Regions from separate parts of the Sus scrofa genome. Here region 2 is linked to region 1. A link is a contact called in public HiChIP or PLAC-seq data. All regions are on one chromosome and are shown on one strand. The core of a region is the stretch at or near the end of the contact, and the rest is flanking DNA. Distances in the headings are between cores, read along the strand shown.

Evidence for each region. HiChIP or PLAC-seq counts read pairs in DNA pulled down with a chosen protein or histone mark.
Region 2: an H3K27ac HiChIP or PLAC-seq map of skeletal muscle shows a contact between it and region 1. The contact joins the promoter of FRAT2 here to the enhancer-like site in region 1. A contact is called at or near these places in 2 of 5 promoter capture datasets (fetal liver and liver), 23 of 47 Hi-C or Micro-C datasets (alveolar macrophages, blood, embryonic fibroblasts and 11 more) and 2 of 2 datasets of contacts at active chromatin or transcription factors (alveolar macrophages and skeletal muscle).

Annotation. Positions count from the first base shown.
Region 1 is chr14:108,708,176-108,715,159 of Sscrofa11.1, forward strand. The region is part of intron 1 of ARHGAP19 (a long non-coding RNA gene); the gene reads right to left. Among named protein-coding and RNA genes, the nearest start is that of ARHGAP19, 27 kb to the right of the region's middle. Within about 2 kb of position 4,381, at least 2 of the 83 cell types and tissues checked have an H3K27ac peak or open chromatin away from gene starts, as enhancers often do. A contact at or near this core is called in omental adipose tissue and skeletal muscle, where this site is marked.
Region 2 is chr14:108,751,708-108,758,691 of Sscrofa11.1, forward strand. FRAT2 (GSK-3-binding protein FRAT2) reads right to left here and starts at 3,447. Exons shown (of 1, transcript XM_021072329.1): 1 at 966-3,447. The coding sequence starts at 3,042. The coding sequence ends at 2,356.

The DNA of each region.
Region 1 (6,984 bases), core at 3,131-5,630:
TACTCCAGTGTTCATTGCAGCACTCTATACAACAGCCAAGACATGGAAACAACCTAAATGTCCATCAACAGAGGAGTGGATAAAGAAGATGTGGCGCAGATACACAACGGTATATTACTCAGCCATTAAAAGGAAAGAAATAACAGCATTTGCAGCAACATGGATGGACCCAGAAATTATCACAAGTTAAGTTAGTCAGACAGTGAGACAACAACATCATATGATATCACTTATATGTGGAATCTAAAAAAAAGGACACAATGAACTTCTTTCCAGAACAGATACTGACTCACAGACTTTGAAAAACTTATGGTTTCCAAATGAGACAGGTTGGGGGTGGGGGATGGGCTGGGGGTTTGGGATGGAAATGCTGTAAAATTGGGTTATGATGACCATTATAAAACTACAAATGCAATAAAATTTATTGTGTAATTTTTTAAAAAAAGGATCCAGCATTGCCACAAGCTGCAGCTCAGATCTGGTATTACCATGGCTCTAGCGTAAGCCTCAGCTGCAGCTCCAATGCTACCTCTAGGCCGGGAACTTCCATATGCCACAGGTGTGGCCGTAAAAGAAAGAAAAGAAAAGATAAATATATTTGACTTCATTAAAATAAGAACTTGTGTTTATCAAAAGATACCATTAAGATACATGTATGTGTAACTGGGTTACCATGCTGTACAGTGGAAAATTGACAGAACACCATAAACCAGCTATAATGGAAAAAAATAAAAATCATTATAGTAAAAAAAAAAAAAAAAGATACCACTAAGAAAGTAAAAAGACAGGCATGGAGTGGGAACATACATCTTCCCAATATGGCAAAAAAAAAAAAAAAAAAGGCTAATATTCTGAATAAATGAAGCTTTTGTACTAATCAATAAGAAAAAATAAGGAGTTCCCGTTGTGGCGCAGTGGTTAGCAAATCTGACTAGGAACCATGAGTTTGCAGGTTCGATCCCTGGCCTTGCTCAGTGGGTTAAGGATCCGGTGTTGCCATGAGCTGTGGTGCAGGTCGCAGACGCAGCTCGGATCCCACATTGCTGTGGCTCTGGCGTAGGCCAGCAGCAACAGCTCCGATTCGACCCCTAGCCTGGGAACCTCCATATGCTGCGAGAGTGGCCCAAGAAAATGGCAAAAAGACAAAAATAAATTTAAAAATTTTTTAAAAATAAATAAATAAATAAATAAAAATAAAAAACCATTACATACTATTATCCAACAGAATGGCTAAATTAAAGAGACTGACAATATCAAAGATTAGAAAAAATAATAGCTAACTCTTTTATACAGATAGTGGGGCTATAAATGTATATGACTATTTTGGAGTTCCCATCGTGGCTCAGTGGAAATGAATCTGACTAGTATCCGTGAGGATTTGGGTTCAATCCCTGACCTCACTCAGTGGGTTAAGGATCTGGCTTTGCTGTGAGCTGTGGTGTAGGTTACAGATGCGGCTCAGAGGCTGCGTTGATGTGGCTGTGGCGTAGGCGGGCAGCTACAGCTCTGATTCATCCCCTAGCCTGGGAACCTCCATATGCCACAGGTGCAGCCCTAAAAAAGCAAAAAAAAAAATACATATATATATATATAATATATATATATGACTATTTTAAAAAACTATTTGGTCTTATCTACTAAAGTAGAACAAGTTGTACCCCATGACCCAACAATTCTAAAGCATGCCTAACAAGTGCAGCCATGTATTGCATCAAAAATCCCAAACAAGAACGTTCATTAATACATTAATTTCTTTTTGGGGTGGGGCTTGCCCATGGCATGCAGAAGTTCATGGGCCAGGGACGGAACACAAGTCACAGCAGTGACAATGAGCTATAGCAGTGACAACACCGAATCTTCAACCGCTAGGCCACAGGGAACTCCTACCTTAATTTCTAAACAGACAAACTGGAAGCAAAATGTCCAGCAGAATGGTTTTTTAAAACATGGCATATATAATGGCAGATTTTACAACAATGAAAATGGGCAAATTCCAGTTACATACACCATCATGAATGAATCCTACAGAAAATGTTCAACAAAAAAGTCTTTCTCACACAAACACGCGCAACTACTTACTATATAATGCCATTTATACCAAATTTCAAAAACAGTTTAGAGATACAGTCTCCAACTTACAATGGTTCAATTTAAAATTTTTCAACGTTGGAGTTCCCGTCGTGGCGCAGTGGTTAATGAATCCAACTAGGAACCATGAGGTTGCGGGTTCGATCCCTGCCCTTGCTCAGTGGGTTAACGATCCGGCGTTGCCGTGAGCTGTGGTGTAGGTTGCAGACGCGGCTCGGATCCTGCATTGCTGTGGCTCTGGCGTAGGCCGGTGGCTACAGCTCCGATTCAACCCCTAGCCTGGGAACCTCCACATGCCGCGAGAGCGGCCCTAGAAATGGAAAAAAAAAATTTTTTTTGAATTTTGATCTTTTCCCAGGCTAGTGACATATAGTCCAAGACGCAGTCATGATGCTGGGCAACAATAACGAGCCATAGCTCCCAGGCAGCCACAAGGTCATGAGGGTAAACCGATATACTTACAACCATCCTGTACCCAGACAACCATTCTTTTTTTTACTTTCAGTACCATATTCAACAAAGTACATGAGATATTCACCACTTTATTACAAACTAGGATTTGAGTTAAACAGTTTTGACTAAATGATTTTTATATGCTAATGGAAGTGGTCTGAGCATGTTTAAAATAGGTTAGGCTAACCTATGGTGTTCAGTGTTAGGTGTATTAAATGCATTTTCAATTCCATTGTAAATCGAGGAATAGCTGTACTTGCTTAAGTGGCAAAATGGTAGAGAATCAGAGATGTATTTACCATTAGGGATAATGGTAACCCTTGGGAATTAGTGATTATGAAGAGGCAAGAGGGCATAAGGGGAGTTTCTAGGGTACAAGCAATGTTTTATGATAAACTATTAAGCTATGAGGAAAAGGGAGTGATTCGTTAGAAGTAAAAATGGAAAACGTTAAGATTTGCAGAAGGTGCATGAAAGAGTATGGATTATATTATTCTACATACTTATATGTATAACCAACATCTCTCATGACAATTTTTTTTTTTTTTTGTCTTTTTGTTTTTCTAGGGCCGCATCCATAGCATATGGAGGTTCCCAGGCTAGGGGTCTAATTGGAGCTGTAGCCACCGGCCTGCACCACAGCCACAGCAACTTGGGATCCGAGCTGTGTCTGCGACCTACACCACAGCTCATGGCAATGCCGGATCCTTAACCCATTGAGCGAACCCACAACCTCATGATTCCTAGTCGGATTCAATAACCACTGCACCACAACGGGAACTCCATCACGACAAGTTTTTTTAAGAAACCAAGTAGTTTTGACTTAAATCTTGCTACAAATTGATGTAAATATCATAGAAAATCAAAGTAGGAGTTTCTGTTGTTGTGGCTCAGCAGGTTAAGGACCCAAGATTGTCTCTGTGAGGATGGGGATTCGATCCCTGGCCGTGTTCAGTAGGTTAAGGATTCCGCATCGCCGCAAGCTGCAGTGCAGGTCACGGGGTGGCTTGGATCTGTTTTGCTATGGCTGTGGTGTAGGCCAGCAGCTGCAGCTCCAATTCAACCCCTAGCCTGAGAACTTCCATATGCCACAGGTGTAGCAAAGAAAAGAAAAGAAAATCAAAGTAAAGTATATACAAAAGATTAATTTCCTCATCATAAAGCTTTCTCCATAGGAGTTCCTGTCACAGCTCAGTGATTAACAAATGGTTGTGTAGGTCGCAGACGCAGCTTGGATTCAGCACTGCTGAGGCTGTGGCATAGGCCAGTGGCTACAGCTCCTATTAGACCCCTAGCCTGGAAACCTCCATATACCATGGGTGCAGCCCTAGAAAAGGGAAAAAGAGGGGGAGAGAAAAAAAAAAAAAAGGTTTCTGCACAGATGGCCAGAACCAGGAGAATTAGTAGTTAGGTACATGGGCACTTAGCGATAGCAAGGACTCCAGTATTTAAATGCATATGCTAGGCAAATACCCCAAAGAGTAATAAGAGGCAAAATGTATCCCTCAAAAAGGATTATTTTTTATTACTATAGTCTGCAATGATTACTTTTACCACTAGATGGAACTCTACATGTAAGGTGATATGCTTAGTGAAAGGACTGGAAACAAAATCCACAGCTGAAAAATCAATTACATAAAAATGAAATGCAAGTGCTTTTAAGGCATGCTGAACCCATGAATCTGCAAAATTCAAGGCAGTAGGGAAAAAAATAACTATATCCTGCAGATGTATCTTTTGGCTGACTACTATCAAAATTGCATACCCACAAAACTAAATGTTTCCTCCCTAGTGAATTGCTTAACTTGATTTGTTCTCCAAGAACCACAATCTTGGCAACATCTATCAAAATATGAGCTATATTTAAAGTTGTCTAAACCTGACTTACCACCCTGAGAGAAGTATGCACTCTCTTACTGCCTTTTCAACCTTCTGGCTCTGAAACATGGCTTTAAAACGTTTCACTTTATTGGAGAGCTATTGCATATTAATACATACAAGTAATAAATAAGAGGCTGTTATTCTTCACTTTTTCTCCAAGTCAAAGTTACACTGGTATTATGAATTCTGTACATAGAAAGAAAAAATAAAGCAGGCTCCATGTGCCCAAGCTGGCAGGTTTTTTATACATGAAACAGTTTTAAAGTTAAGTTGTACCACAGTTTTTCAGGAAATAATATTCAATTTCTAACAAAAGTTTTGAAATGCTCTGTCCGTAAGAGTAGCTGTCCACATCACCCTAATACCAAAACCAGATGAAGATACACCCAAAAAAGAAAACTATAGGCCAATTATCTTTGATGAATATAGATGCAAAAATTCTCAACAAAATTTTAGCCAAGGAGTTCCCGTCATGGCGCAGTGGTTAACGAATCCGACTAGGAACCATGAGGTCGAGGGTTCGGTCCCTGCCCTTGCTCAGTGGGTTAAATAGCAAAAAGACAAAAAAAAAAAAAAAAGAAAAAAAAAATTAAAAAAAAAAAAAAATTTTAGCCAAGCGAATCCAACAACATATAAAAAAGATCATACACCACAACCAAGTGGGATTCATCTTAGGTTCACAAGTACGGTTCGACATACACAAATAAATCAACGTCTGGAGTTCCCGTCGTGGCGCAGTGGCTGACGAATCCGACTAGGAACCATGAGGTTGCGGGTTCAGTCCCTGCCCTTGCTCAGTGGGTTAACGATCCCGCGTTGCCCTGAGCTGTGGTGTAGGTTGCAGACGCGGCTCGGATCCCGCGTTGCTGTGGCTCTGGCGTAGGCCAGTGGCTGCAGCTCCAATTAGACCCCTAGCCTGGGAACCTCCATATGCCGTGGGAGCGGCCCAAGAAATAGCAAAAAGACATAAATAAATAAATAAATAAATAAATAAATCAACGTCATACATAATGAATAAAAGAAAAGTCAAAACCCACATGATCATCTCAAAAGATGCAGAAAAAGCATTTGACAAAGTCCAATATCCACTCATGATAAAAATGCTTACCAAAGTGGGTATAGAGGGAACATACCTTAACATAAAGCCATTTATGACAAACCCACAGCAACTACAATACTCAATGGAGAAAATCTGAAAGGCTTCCCACTAAATCTGGAACAAGACAAGGATGCCCACTATCGTCACTGTTATTCAACATAGTATTGGAAGCCCTAGCCACAGCAATCAGACAAACAAAAGAAATAAAACATATCCAAATTGGAAGAGAACAGGTAAAACTGACACTATATGCAGATGACATTATACTATATATAGAAAACCCTAAGGACTCAACCCAAAAACTACTTGAACTGATCAACGAATTCAGCAAAGTAGCAGGATATAAAATTAACATTCAGAAATTGGTCGCATTTCTGTATACTAACAATGAAATATTAGAAAAGGAATACAAAAATATAAAGCCTTTTAAAATTGCACCCTAAAAAAATCAAATACCTGGGAATACACCTGACCAAGGAGGTGAAAGACATATGCTGAGAAGTATAAAACATTAATCAAGGAAATTAAAAAGGATTCAAAGAAATGGAAAGATATTCCATGCTCCTGGGTTGGAAAAATTAATATTGTAAAAATGGCCATACTACCCAAAGCAATCCACAAATTCAATGCAATCCCTATCAAATTACCCATGACATTTTTCACAGAACTAGAACAAACAATCCGAAAATTTATATGAAACCACAAAAGACCCAGAATTTCCAAAACAATGCTGAGGAACAAAAACCAAGCAGGAAGCATAACTCTCCTAGACTTCAGGCACTATTACAAAGCCACAGTCATCAAGACAGTGTGGTACTGGTACCAAAACAGACATACAGACCAACAGAACAGAATAGAGAATGCAGAAATAAACCCAGGAACCTATGATCAATTAATCTTCAACAAAGGAGGCAAGAATATAAAACAGAAAAAAAGACAATCTTTTCAGCAAGCAGTGCTGGGAAAACTGGACAGCCACATGTAAATCAATGAAACTGTAACACGCCCTCACACCATGCACAAAAATAAACTCAAAATGGCTTAAAGACTTAAATGTAAGACAAGACACCATAAAACTCCTAGAAGGGAACACAGGCAAAACATTCTCTGACACCAGCCTTACAAATGTTTTCTCAGGTCAGTCTCCCAAACCAACAGAAATAAAAGCAAAAATAAACCAATGGGACCTATTCAAATTGACAAGATTTTGCACAGAAAAAGAAACCATAAAAAAAAAAAAAAAAAACAACTTACAGAATGGGAGAAAACAGTTTCAAATGATGCAACTGACAAGGGCTTCATCTCTAAAATATACAATTTATACAACTCAACAGCAATAAAGCCAACAACCCAATTGAAAAATGAGCAAAAGACCTTGAAGAGACATTTCTCCAAAGAAGATATACTGATGGCCAACAAGCACATGACAAAATGCTCAACATCACTGATTATTAGAGAAATGC
Region 2 (6,984 bases), core at 2,197-4,696, 43 kb after region 1:
TCACCAAGCCCCTGCCTGCTCAAATCATGCCTTTTTAAAACTACCAAACACGGAGTTCCCGTCGTGGCGCAGTGGTTAACGAATCCGACTAGGAACCATGAGGTTGCAGGTTTGGTCCCTGCCCTTGCTCAGTGGGTTAACGATCCGGAGTTGCTGTGAGCTGTGGTGTAGGTTGCAGACGCGGCTCGGATCCCGCGTTGCTGTGGCTCTGGAGTAGGCTGGTGGCTACAGCTCCGAAGACCCCTAGCCTGGGAACCTCCATATGAAAAAAAAAAAAAAAACTACCAAACACAATTCTATCTTCCTTCCCCTAGGCCACAGCTCAAGACTGGGTCTGTCTCAAAGGAGAAAATCAGCAGGCTCTGCCTGGACCCTCTCCGTTCTCCAAACACAAAAAATCCAGATGAGTTCCTGTTGTGGCGCTTCGGAAACAAATCCGACTAGGAACCATGAGGTTGAAGGTTCGATCCCTGGCCTCACTCAGTGGGTTAACGATCCAGTGTTGCCGTGAGCTGTGGTGTGGGTTGCTGATGCGGCTTGAATCCTGTGTTGCTGTGGCTGTGGTGTAAGCTGGCAGCTGTGGCTCAGGATGGACCCCTAGCCTGGGAACCTCCACATGCTGCTGGTGTGACCCTAAAAAGCAAAAAAAAGAAAAAAAAAAAAAAATCAGATGAAAACTCAAACCTCCCCCCATCCTCTCCTCCAAACATAGCAAATTGCTTGGCCTCTGCCTGCCAGCCTAGAAGTTGTTTCCGGAATATGTTCTTATTCCACAAAGGAAGTGAAAGTCCCCCGGCAAGTTTTTAGAAACCTGGAGCTGAATTTTCTGATCGTGTGGAACATGAATTTGGAAGCACGCATGTGCGACAGCCCCACCAGTATCCGACTCCCACCTCGACCCCCCAGGACCCTCTTCATCGTGACTTTACTTTCCCCCACCTTTCCACTAAGAAGCCAAACCATGATCCAAAACAAAAACCAAATTTATTCCGCAGACATTTGAATTAAGAAATCCTATAAATCAGGACCACCACAATTTCAGACACTCCGGTGCGAAGTGTTCATCAACAGCTACATCTGGAGGATGAACAAGCCATTGAATCTTGTTAAAAAATTAGTTTAGCTCCCTTAAAGTTTGGGGGTGGCACCTTACGTAGAGCGCCATCAAGTTTTACATTGGGTAAAGCCAGCGGTTTCTCCTCTTGGAGAGTCACATTTAAAAAAAAAAAAAAAAAAATTCAGTCACTCACAAAGAGGTGGTGGCAGGAGGAAACTGAGGGGTGAAGACTCATGGAGGCTCAGGTCCACGGCTCCAAAGGGCCAGAATAGAGCAGAAAAACATCCAGGGTCTCATTCGCCCCAAGCAGACATCAGAAAGGGTGGAATAAGAAAGCCAGCTGGGAGTATAGGAGAGGCTCAAAGATTGTTTATGCCTGTTTCTGAGAAAGCTCATGGCATGGCCAAGACTAGCCTCACGGGGCGAGGAGGCGTTAGAAAGACAGCTCAGAAAAAAAACAAATCCATTCTCCTCACACTTCCCTCTCCACTTGTGTGTCCTTGGGAGACTCCAAGAGGTAGCAAAGCACAGACAGGGCTCTTCTCCGAGCAAAAGCAAAAACACAAGGGTGAGTTAGTTCTCCCAGGAACCCCACAGCCTTCCACCTACAGCACACTATGACCTTGAATTACAGGTGGCAAGGTCAAGTCATTTAAAAGTCCACAACCAACTCCACCCACCTTCAAAGTTCTTCACCTCCCCACCCCGACAAGTGGAATTCACATCTCCCACTTCCACCAGCCACGGATGAGTTGGGAGAACAGGGGGGTGATGCCAACCCACCCACCACCAAGCTTTTACATTCTTCTTCCCTCCGGAATTTCTTTGCACAGCAATTGTAGCACCATTTTCACTAAGCTCCTCCACCAGAAAATAAAATGTATTCGTGTCATCAGTTTTCAAGTATTGTTATAAAGACCCCACGATTCTCGGAGCCGTATTTTTAAACAATCCAAGCACACGACTTCCCCAAGGGTTAAGTCAGGTACAAGTTGATGCAAATAGCTGCCACAGTTCTCCTAGTTCATCCCAAGTCCTGTCTCCGAAGTGGCCGGGGAAATTCTCACCGGACACGGCCGCGCCCTGGCCGGTGCATTTCTCCTCGCTCCAGTTTCTCTCCGACCGCTTTGCCGGGGCGGGTAACTTCTAGGCTTGAAGTGTCTCCCCACACGCCTCCCTGCAGCCTAGGCGGTCGCTCGCAGAACGGCAACCGCGGCTGCAACTCAGGGCTGGTGAAGAAGGGAGGACGCTGTTGGGTCTGCGAACCGGCTTCGTCTTCCTCCTCCAAGGGCCCTGGGTCAGTGCAAGGCGCCGGAGGGCTGCAGAGCGACAGGGTCCGGTCTGCTACAGCTGCTCCCAGCTCCGGGGCCGCCCGTGGGGCCTGTGGCTGCAACCGCTGCGACCGCTCGCTGGAGCCTCCGCACGGCCTCCTTGATGAGGTTCCCCGAAAGCACCAACTGCTGCAGGAGTCGGTGCGGGTCGTCGTCGTTGGCGCGCGCCCCAGCTGGGGGCCATGGGCGCTGTTGCAGGCGGCGGGAGGCGACAGCGCTCCGAAGCCATCCACGCCGGCACGGCCCAGGCAGGGCGTTGGGGCCTGCGGCAAGCTCGGCCACAAAGTAGGGCGCAGTCCGGTTCCGCACGCGGCCGCGATCCCCGAAGGGGCAGCGCAGAGCCCCTAGGGGCCCGGGACCCCTAGCCTCCGCAGACCCGGGCGGCAGAAGCAGCGGCAGAGCTGGGGCCCGGGCCTTTTCCGCTAGCACTGCTGCCGGCGGCCGCGGGGGCTGCAGCGGCGGTCCCGGGAGCGCGCACGGGGACACAGGGCGGTCCTGTGCCGCGTCCAACTGCAGCGTCTCGCCGATCTGGGCTACCAGCCGGTCCACCTCGCCGGAGCCGCCCAGCGTCACCGACTGTTCCAGCAGGAGGAAGCTGTCTTCCTCCTCCTCTTCCTCGCCGGCTTCCACTTCCTCCTCCCTCCAGCACGGCATGGCCCCCCTCGCCGGCACCCGGAGCTCTGCCGGAGTCTCTGGCAGCTCGGCCGCCCGCGGGGCTCGGAAGGCCGCTGCGGAGCCGGGTGCGGGGCTGAGGCCGCCCAAGCCGGGGCCGGGGAGGACGCGGAAGCCGGAGCCCGCGAGAGACTCGCGCCGCGCGCGCCTGCAGCAGAGGGGAGCCGGAATCCTACCGGCTGGAGTTGATTTGTAAACAATGGGTGACGTAGCCGCCGGGCTCTACCACCTTGCCCGGGCTGGGGGACCCGCGAGGAGGCGGCTCCGCGAGAGTCCTCGCCCGCAGCCCAGGGCCGCGGCCAAAGCTTTCTTTTTTCTACACTTGGTGTCTGCCTAGGAGGAGATCCTGGGAGTGGGGAGATCTTCCTACTTCCCCGGCCCAGTCAGCAGCACAAGAAAATGGAGACTCTAAGGTGGCCTGGATTGGACTCTCCCACTCGCAGACACACCCACCCACACACCCAACCCCTCCTCCTCCGACGTTTCCTCCCTCCCCACGTGTCAGCACGGCTTGAACCCGCCCTGCTCCTCCTCCGCGCACCCGCAGTCGTCGGGACCCGGAGAGGAGGAGGAGGGGAGGGGCGAGCCCCGGGTCAGGGGCGGCTTGGGAAGGGTGGGGCTGGGGGAACTAAGGGTGGGGAAGCGAACATCGCCGAGAAAGGCGGAATCAAGCCGAGACGGGGTCTCTGAGCCTTGGCTCTGCTCTGTCCTCAAGCCCTCTGGCCCGGCGCGGAGAAGGACACGCCGCCGCATGGTTAAAGAAGAGTTGACTTTGTTCATTAAAAAAAAAAAAAAAAGATTCAAATAGAAACATAGGGCGATGAAAAAAATCTCTCTAATATAGGACTCCAACATGGTTCACAGATACAAATTTTTTCTTCTCCAGGCCTTTTCTATAAAATTGTTTTACAAACAGCCGTGCGTTGGTTATAGACTTTTCCGCTTAAAATATGCCATACACGGTGTTATTGCATGCATCTTCGAGAATATAAAATGATTACCAAGGTTTCCGTCAAGTGGCTGTCCCATAAGTTATTGAACAATTCTCTTTTCACATTTGCTATTTACCTAATGTCGCCGTTGCAAATAACTGTGTGACTAATATTTTTGTGTGTAAAACTTTTTCCATGTTGATTCTTTCCTAAGAACATATTCCCAGAATGGAAATTCAGGTCAAAAATATGGATATTTTAAGGTTTCTGACAAAAGTACCAAAATGCTTTCCAACAGTTGGGTAAATTTACTCTCCCATCATCAATGTGTGAGCTTACATTATTCATTACATCTTCACTAGTTCTTGAATATTATAGTTATTTTTTTGGCTAATTTCATAGATGAAATGGATAACTCCTTTCAGCATTAATTTTTTGACTTAGAGCAGTTTTTAAATATTTGTTAACCAACTGTACTTCCTTTTTTTGTGAGTAGTTCTGAGTTTTTCCTATTGCGTTTTTATGTATTTTCATGACTCTTCTACATAACAGAAGTTAACTTTTTTCTTTCATATTTTAATGTGGTTATTTTCTTGGCCCTGTGCAGTATTTTTTTTTTTTGGCTTTTTAGGGCCAAACCCTCGGCACTTGAAGGTTGGAGTTTCCCAAGCTAGGGGTTGAATCAGCTGCAGCAGCCAGCCTACACCACAGCCACAGCAAAGCAGGATCTGAGCCTGCTGTGACCCACACCACAGGTCAGCGCAACACCAGACACCCAAACTACCCAGCAAGGATAGGGATTGAACCCCCATCCTCATGGATACTAGTTGGATTCGTTTCCACTGCGCCACACGAGGGGAACTCCTATTTAGTACTAGTTTTTTAGATTTTTCTAGTGCCTTGATTTTTTTCCCAAACCTATCTGGATTAATTTTGGTCATTGGTGCAGGGAGACAGTATGATTTCTTCCCCCCCCCCCCCCGGGGCTTGTCAGACAGGGCTGTATATCTTCATTAGGGCAGAGCTGTGTGGGACCTATAAACCCCAGCTCCGTCCTGATGAAATCCCAGCTGCTGTTAAGCCGGCGGTTGTAAGGACTGGGTGGGGCTGGGAATATTTTGATCAGCCTGTTGTTCGTAGTCAGAAGAACCCTGAACAGGTTGTACAAAGACCTAAAGAGATTCAAGTCTCATGCCTGCCCTGTCTGGGTGTGTGGCTCCTAGCAAATCAGTTTACAAGTGAAGACACTTGTAAAATGGAAAAAATAATCCCTGCCCTGCCTCCCTCTGAGGATTGTTTTCAGGATCAAATGAGATAATGGGAACAGGCTTTGTCAGGCATTACACAAATGTAATGTGGGATTAGGTCCAGGGGTTTACGAACAGAGGCCTGGCTCAATTCCAGCGATTCCCTCAGGGAAACAGCTAATATATTAATGATGAAGTTTCCCCTTTGCAGCCCACTGAGTAAAACGTACCCCCGAGGCATTCCTTCCTTGAACTTGCCTGGTCCCTGAATTCTGCCCTGACCTGGGATTGTTTAAGGCCTTCTTGAAGTCAACCCAAAGGCTCCCACATCCCAAGGTGTGACCACCCCCCCCACAACTAGTTCTGCAGGTTTGGGTGACAGATCCTTTCCCTAGAGGCCGCCTTCCTCCTCCATCTCTGTAGAGGGCTCTTCACACACTTTGCTGACGAGGACTGGAAGCCATTACCCCCAGAGAGAGTGATTCTCATTTTCATTCTGATGGTACTTACTGGAGAATTTCAAGGGGAATGAAAATTAGGGGAGGGCTTATGGATTTCAGCAGAGTTAAATGGTAATTTTTTTCCCCTCCTCTCTGTAAGATGATGCCTGCCTGTAAGTAGAGAAAAGCAGTTTTATGCTCCATTGACTTTAAACATTAATGGGGCTGGTGTAGCTATTGTCTCTAACCCTGCATCCCTGGAAGTCGTTTTTTGTCTTCTTGTCAGAGTAATTCCCATCGTGTTCTTAGTACTATAGGAAACGGAGCTTTGAGATGGCATTCTTTAAAAAAAAAAAAAAAAAAAAATCTTCCCTTTGTAATGTTGCTTTTGTGTGGAGATTGCTCTGTAAATATGCCGGGACTTGGATATTATACTGTTCATTATAGAGATGAATTCATTACAGAAGACCAACTCCATTTTCTGGGGACACTTCTCTGGAGGGCACTGAGAGGGGGAAGTGCTGTGCTGGACCAGTGGGAGGCAGAGAAATGCCCTGGATTAGGAATCAAAGTACAAGATGCTAGAGAGGCTCAGAAGCAATTAAAAGTAATGAGAGGGTATCAGAAAGGGAAGCAATGAGAGCTGTGTGCCTGGCATGCTGGCTGCCCGCCTGGAAAGAGACGTGGAGGGTATTCGGCATCCCCCGTGGAGGGACACAGAATTCAAGGATTGTCGGCAATCGTTTAGACTGCCTTGAAGTTTGCTTTCCACGTAGACTTTGCTTTCAGTAACCTGCACTCAGAGACACCAGCAAGGGTGAGGAGAGATGAACTCTAGGTTTGGAATCCCACTTGCATCCATCGACTTCATCCTTCTGTGCCTCAGATCCCGAATCTGGAAAATGAAGGGTGATCGCTTCTTTACAAAATCGTTTTATTACATAAGAATTTGCCTTTTTTTAAGGCTGAAACATCACTAAGACTATGTCTACTTCTTAGAGCTTAAATCCAGTGTCATCCCCAAGGTCATATGATAAAGTTTTCCCAAATTCTTTTTTTGGCTGCACCTGCATAGGGAAGTCCTTGGGGCAGGGATTGAACCCTCCCCTCAGCAGCGATCCACGCTGCTGCAGAGACAATGTTTTTTGTTTTGTTTCTGGCATGTGAAAGTTCCCTGGCCAGGGATGGAATCCACGCCACTGAGTCACCAGGGAACTCCAGGAAAGGGGTTATTTTTAATAAAATTACTAACTACCTAGATAATCATGATTTGAAATTATCTGAGACAAAACTGTAGATTCAGGT